Regions from separate parts of the Mus musculus genome. Here region 1 is linked to region 2. The links are chromatin contacts, called in public Hi-C maps. All regions are on one chromosome and are shown on one strand. Each heading gives the region's core, a stretch centred on a gene start, on an enhancer-like site or on the middle of the called end of the contact. The rest is flanking DNA. Distances are from core to core; before and after follow the strand shown. Region 1 has its middle 17 kb from the start of Gm34201. Region 2 overlaps Shisal1 (shisa like 1).

The links. Hi-C and Micro-C count contacts between places; a contact is called where the count stands out from the background.
Region 1: a Hi-C map of cerebral cortex shows a contact between it and region 2, with 2.3 times the contacts expected there. The contact joins two enhancer-like sites. A contact is called at or near these places in 2 of 15 datasets of contacts at CTCF or cohesin (large pre-B cells and pro-B cells), 7 of 484 Hi-C or Micro-C datasets (the C2C12 cell line, the HL-1 cell line, the N1E-115 cell line and 4 more), 4 of 115 datasets of contacts at active chromatin or transcription factors (VIP interneurons, embryonic basal ganglia, neural progenitor cells and 1 more) and 1 of 9 other capture datasets (embryonic stem cells).

Annotation. Positions count from the first base shown.
Region 1 is chr15:84,608,939-84,611,638 of GRCm38.p6, reverse strand. No RefSeq gene overlaps it. Among named protein-coding and RNA genes, the nearest start is that of Gm34201, 17 kb to the left of the region's middle. Within about 2 kb of position 1,303, at least 41 of the 459 cell types and tissues checked have an H3K27ac peak or open chromatin away from gene starts, as enhancers often do. A contact at or near this core is called in cerebral cortex, where this site is marked.
Region 2 is chr15:84,413,149-84,415,848 of GRCm38.p6, reverse strand. All of the region lies in intron 3 of Shisal1 (shisa like 1), which reads left to right. Among named protein-coding and RNA genes, the nearest start is that of Gm46527, 16 kb to the left of the region's middle. Within about 2 kb of position 1,403, at least 44 of the 459 cell types and tissues checked have an H3K27ac peak or open chromatin away from gene starts, as enhancers often do. A contact at or near this core is called in cerebral cortex, where this site is marked.

The DNA.
Region 1 (2,700 bases), core at 54-2,553, 200 kb before region 2:
CTAGAATACACAGGAGGGTTCCTTCCTGCCCCTTCTGGCTCTAGGTTTTTCTGGAAACAGGGACATTTCCCTGGCCTCCTAGTTTCACCCCTCCCACTTCTGCTTTGCACCCCCCTAGACTCTCCTCTCTAGGTTTTTTTTTACATCCAAATTCCCTCTGGTAAGAACATAGTGATGGACCTGTGCCCACCCATCCAGTATGGTCTCCTGAGTCTCTGCTCACATCTCTCCTCTCTTGTCTCTCCCGCACTGGCCTTTTGTTTTCCTGGAACATTCCAAATTTACCATTCATGGTCTCCAAAGTACCAGACAAGCAGTCTTCACAGTGACACGGGTGGTGGGAGTCCTCACATGGGTGATCCGAGCTCCAGGCGGGCAGAACCGAAGTCTGGCATTGAGTGCCTTGTCTTGCTGTTGCTTCATTCTTGTGAGGCAGGTTAAGGATAAAGGAGTCGATGTGTGAGACAGTGATGGCCCCTCATGGGGTCGTGGCCCTGACTACTTGGCCTCATCTGAGAGGCCTGCACTGGTGTCCCCAGAGTCTGGAGTCACTGCTTCCAGGACAGCAGGACTTTGCAGAAGTGGGAGGCTGTGTCAAAGGAACACCGGCCTCTTGTTCGGTATTGCACAGATGATGAAGGGCAGAGTCCTGCAGGAGTTCCAGACCGCACAGCGCATCTGCCTGAGAGGTCTACTGTTAGAGGGTGGAGGAGAAGGGGCCCAGGGACGACTCAGAAGCCAGCTGCGGGGTTTCACGCACCCTGTCAAGCATTTATGCCGGACACAAATTGCCTTTCTTCTTTGTAGGCTTATTTCAGGCTTGACAGACCCATGAATATTTGATCAGGGAAATAATTTTCTCGGGCACTCGAGGTTGGAGGGACCCCAGAAAAGCAGGTGTCCCCTAAGGGACAGGAAGAAGCTATTGAGTGCTGAGAAGAGTAGGCTTGGGACTGGCCAGCTGTAAAACGTTGCTGGCTCTTCCTGGCTGGTGAGGGCAGTGGAAAGGGGCTTCTCTCTAGTCAGATGCAGGTGTATAGACTGGAAGCGGGTGTCCAGGTACAGGCAAGGACAGGATACTAGAGGGTCCAGCCTGCAGTTGGTGGGGTGGGCATATGCTCTCCTAGAGTGTCGTCATTATAAGGATTCAACCCCCACAGACATCTTCTGTGTCAATGAGCTCTGCTCCGAGAATACACTTGATCTACAAGTCACCTCAGATAGCATCCAAGGCTCTCCTGCTGATGTCAGCGCTCCCGCATCTGTGGGGAGATGGCGCTGATCAAGCTTTGCGCCTGCACGTGGGTGGCACTTGGAGCAGGGGTGTGGTGTATACACACAGAGCTCGTGTACTCAGCTGGCTCTGAGCTGGGGCTGGGAGCTCTTAGCTGCTTCTTCCTCTTTCTGGCTAGAGACAGGAGCTGCTTTGATCCCCACTAAGTGCGCTGTCTCTGGTGGGCGGGGCATGGAGCCTGTCTTCCAGATTAGAGACTTAAGAGCCAAGTTCTCCTCTGCAGGTGTTGGGGGGCGATTAAAGGAGTCAAAGCTAGTCCCTGCTGGCATGTTTTCATCTTCCTACTAGGGTTGCCAGCTCTGGCTTTAGCCACGTGACCTTCCCCAATCCACCTTGAATCTTGCATTGTCGAAGGGACATTACAGAGGCGAAGATAAGATTAGGACCCTGCAAGTAGGTAATTGTTCTGGAGTATCTAGATGGCCTGACGTGGCCACAGGGTCTTACAAGCAGTGATACTGAAGCAGAAGAAATTGCTCAGACAACGTGGTCTGGACTGGAAAGTTTTAAAACAGTCGGCATTATGGGAAAATAACAGATGTGGTCAAGTAAGTCTGGCTACTGTCATGGATGTCGTCACTCTAGTGTCCACAGGTGATGTGTGGCTCACCCCTGGATGGAGACTTAAGATGCCAATGAGACACAGGATGCATGAAGCTGGGCGTGGAACTACAAGTGAGGGAGAGCCTGTGCAGCAAGGACCGCTCTATGCAAATGAGCCCCCAAACCTTCCCTCTATCATCCAAGCCTTTTGTACTCTGCTGGTTGGGCTCACCCCTTGGTAGTGGATCTTTTGAAAAATCAGAGGCCATGGCTTCTGCTGTATCTGTGTGTCTCTGCTCAGTTCTTTCACGGGTGGGGGATGGGGTGGATAAGAACCTAGAACCCTTTACCCTCAAGGGCAGGGACAGGGCAAGATTGTTTCCCTAGTCCCCAGATTCCACCAGAGCACACCCCGTTTTATGGCTTGCTGACTATTGTTTAATCTGGGGCACAGTTCACTGGGAACTCCGGGGTGGGCTGGGTGGGTGCTGGTGGTGGTAAGCGATAGAGAAGATAAGAAAGTAACCGCATTGTGTCAGGCCTGTCCCCACCCACTCCAGAGAACACCGGGAGATTATCAGCAATTGTCTCTGAGGCCACCAGGAGAGGCCTCTCTGGGTCCTTTCTGTTCCCCATCACCTTCAGTGGTCACAGTCCACTGCTCAGCTCCTGCCCTGTTCCAGCAAAGTTTCTCAAAAAGGAAGCCACACCCCTTATATGCTGATTGACAGATGGGAACTTCAAACAACTGTAGAACAGTTAGAATGTTTCCGATCCAGAGGCTAATTACAAATTATCTTGGGTTATCTTTAACTCCCTTTAATGATAGACTTATAGGTCTACCTCTGGATGGGGCCTAACAG
Region 2 (2,700 bases), core at 154-2,653:
TACTGGCGTGACACTCACGCTCACCCTGTGCTATAATGTGCCACACGTGAACCCCAGGGTAGAGTGTCATAGCTCTCTGGCCTTTGCTGGAAGGCCATGTCATACGCTAGTGTTACACTGTGTGAGTTGCTGACTCCCAGGCTGACTTCGTGTTTCTGGGGTTTAATTGTCCCAGGCTCTTTAGACCCTGAGTTTTAGAACCTGCTTATGTGATCCTCCTGCTCTGCGGGCCCTATCAGAACAAAACCAATTAGTCTGACTGGTATCCTCTACTGCAGCTAGCTTCACATAAGGATCAACTTTTGGTGATATCGTTTCTTTTTCAGTTTTTGGTGTTGACTGTTTCCACCCAAGAACACACACACAGCCTGTTTATTCATTTGATTCAAATTTTCTAGGCAAGTGTTCCACCACTGAGCTATCCCCAGCCCTTCGGGTTTTCTTTTGTAATGCTTTTGGTTTTCTATGTAGGGAAGACGTGGGTGACGTCCGCGTTTGTTTCTAGCTTGCTCTTTTCAACGCTGCTCTCAGAAATAGCCTCTCTTCCTTTTACCCTTCTGACTATGGATGATCAAAAATTAGGAGTCTTTATTCATGAATTCTGTCCTCAGTTTTTGTAACACCTTTTTGATCGATTCTCTCTTGTTTCCAGTTATGCCACTGGGGAGAAATAGCCCCATATCCCCCTTCCTTGCTCGTGAGGCAGGAGCTCATAGGGTGGCCCTGAACTTGCGCACTTGCACACAGCCTCCTGAGTCCTGATGCCAGCCTTACTTTCACAGTTTCTGGCTTTTGTTCGGTTATTGGTTGGTTTGGTTTTTCCAGTTGGGGTTTTCTCTGAGCAGCCTTGGCTGTCCTGGAACTCTCTCTGTAGGCCAGGCTGGTCTTGAACTCACAGAGATCCACGTGCCCCTGCTTCCCTAGCTTTTTGTTGTTCTTGGTTCTGTTTGCTTTTGGTTGGTTGGTTGGTTGGTTGGTTGGTTGGTTGGTTGGTTTTCCTTTTCCAACTGCATAGGCTAGTGTTTCTAAAACATGCCAACAGTCAGGCATTCTTATTATCCCTACATTATGGGAGGCTTCACCTCTTGCCCTGGGGATTGAAGGATTTCCCATGGTAGGAACAATGGACTGAAAGGGAATATTATGGAGTGGCTCTTGATAAGGATTATGGCAGTGCCGGGAGCAACAGGGCTGAGGAACTGAGCCTCTAGCTCCGTCTGCCTCTGGAGTTTGAGACTTTGCTACCAGACTCCGTTCCCTCTGGAGAAGGTGCCTCTTTCCTTTGGGTGGGCAGGAGATGCAGACTCTCTGACTATCATCCAAGCCTCTCCTCCTCCCACCCCGGCCAGCTCCTGAGAGCTCCTTTCTCAGCTGCACGGAGCTTCCCCTGAATATCCTGCCATCTGCTTGGGCCTCTGAATAATCCTGTGTGTGAAGTGGCTCAGCAAGCCCCGTCCATCATAGCAGGGGCTGGAACCAAGCCTGGAATTTGGCCTAAGCCTTTTGTGAGACCAGGGGCTGTTTCCATGATGGGGGAAGGGTAGTGCCAGGACTGGGGTTGAGACTCAGCGTGCTACAGGTGCCCTGGAAAAGCCAGGCAGAGGCTGGGCCCCCCACAAATAGACTTCCTCGAGGTCTGGCACCTGGGGTCTGGGAGCCTCCCTTAGAAGCCCACAGGTTTCTATAATCTGCTCCCACAGGGTTTCCCACAAAGCAGGCACAGGGGCCTGGCTGTTGCTGCTGGCTGCCAATACCCAGGGCCTTCCCCCAGAGGGAGTGGGAATGGTGATGCTCTGAAGCTTCGTTGAGTTTTTAATCCTTGGCTTTCGGAAGCACTCCAGGCGGGACAAGGCATCTGTGAGTCTCTGTGCTGTCTATCCTGCCGTGCTGGTCACAGGGACTCACAGCCACAGCTAGCTGGTTTGACACAGGAGAACAGTGGGGAATCTCAGACATCCTAGGGCTCTGGAGACCCCACCTTAGGAACTCTGGAGAGTCTTCTGGCAGAGGCAGACCTTAGAGGGAGGCTCAGGAAGGCACTCTGATGTTAGGGTCTGGTCCTCCTTCACTGTGAGATCACCTGGGCCTGGGCGGGACTATTCCAGCCTCTACCTGTCAGATGTAAGGACCAACCCACACCCACCCCGCTGACACCAGTGTCCCTTGACAGATGTGGGGCCTGCTGACCTAGGGCATCTTCCTTTGTAAGCAAGCGTCTAGCCATCTTCCTGATACTCCCTCTCCGTAGGGTGATACAGCTGGGCCCTGCTGTCTCACCACCAAGCCAGCACTCCTTCTAAGGGAGCCGAGGCAGCCAGACCTAGAAGTGAAGTCGGAATGAGTAACTCTGGGCAGACTCCTTGCAGAGGAGGAGTGGACATGGATGAGACTGGGTTAGGCCTGGCCTCCCAGGTGGGACAGGGCTTCCTAGACAAGGTCAGGGGGTGGGGTGGTGTGGGGGGTTCTCAACCAAGGGCGGGGCCTCCCAGCCAGGGGCAAGGCTTCTCAGCCAGGGGCGGGGCTTCCCAGCCAGAGGCAGGAACTCCCAATTGGTTGGGATAGGAATTCTATCCTGAAAGCTGTAAGCGGCATTTGTATCATAGAGCAAGCTATTGGGACGAGGACCCTGGGGACCTGATCAGTCCACAAAAGCCAGAATGTGGCTTGGGAGGGAATCAAGCCACACAGAGGGGCAGTGGG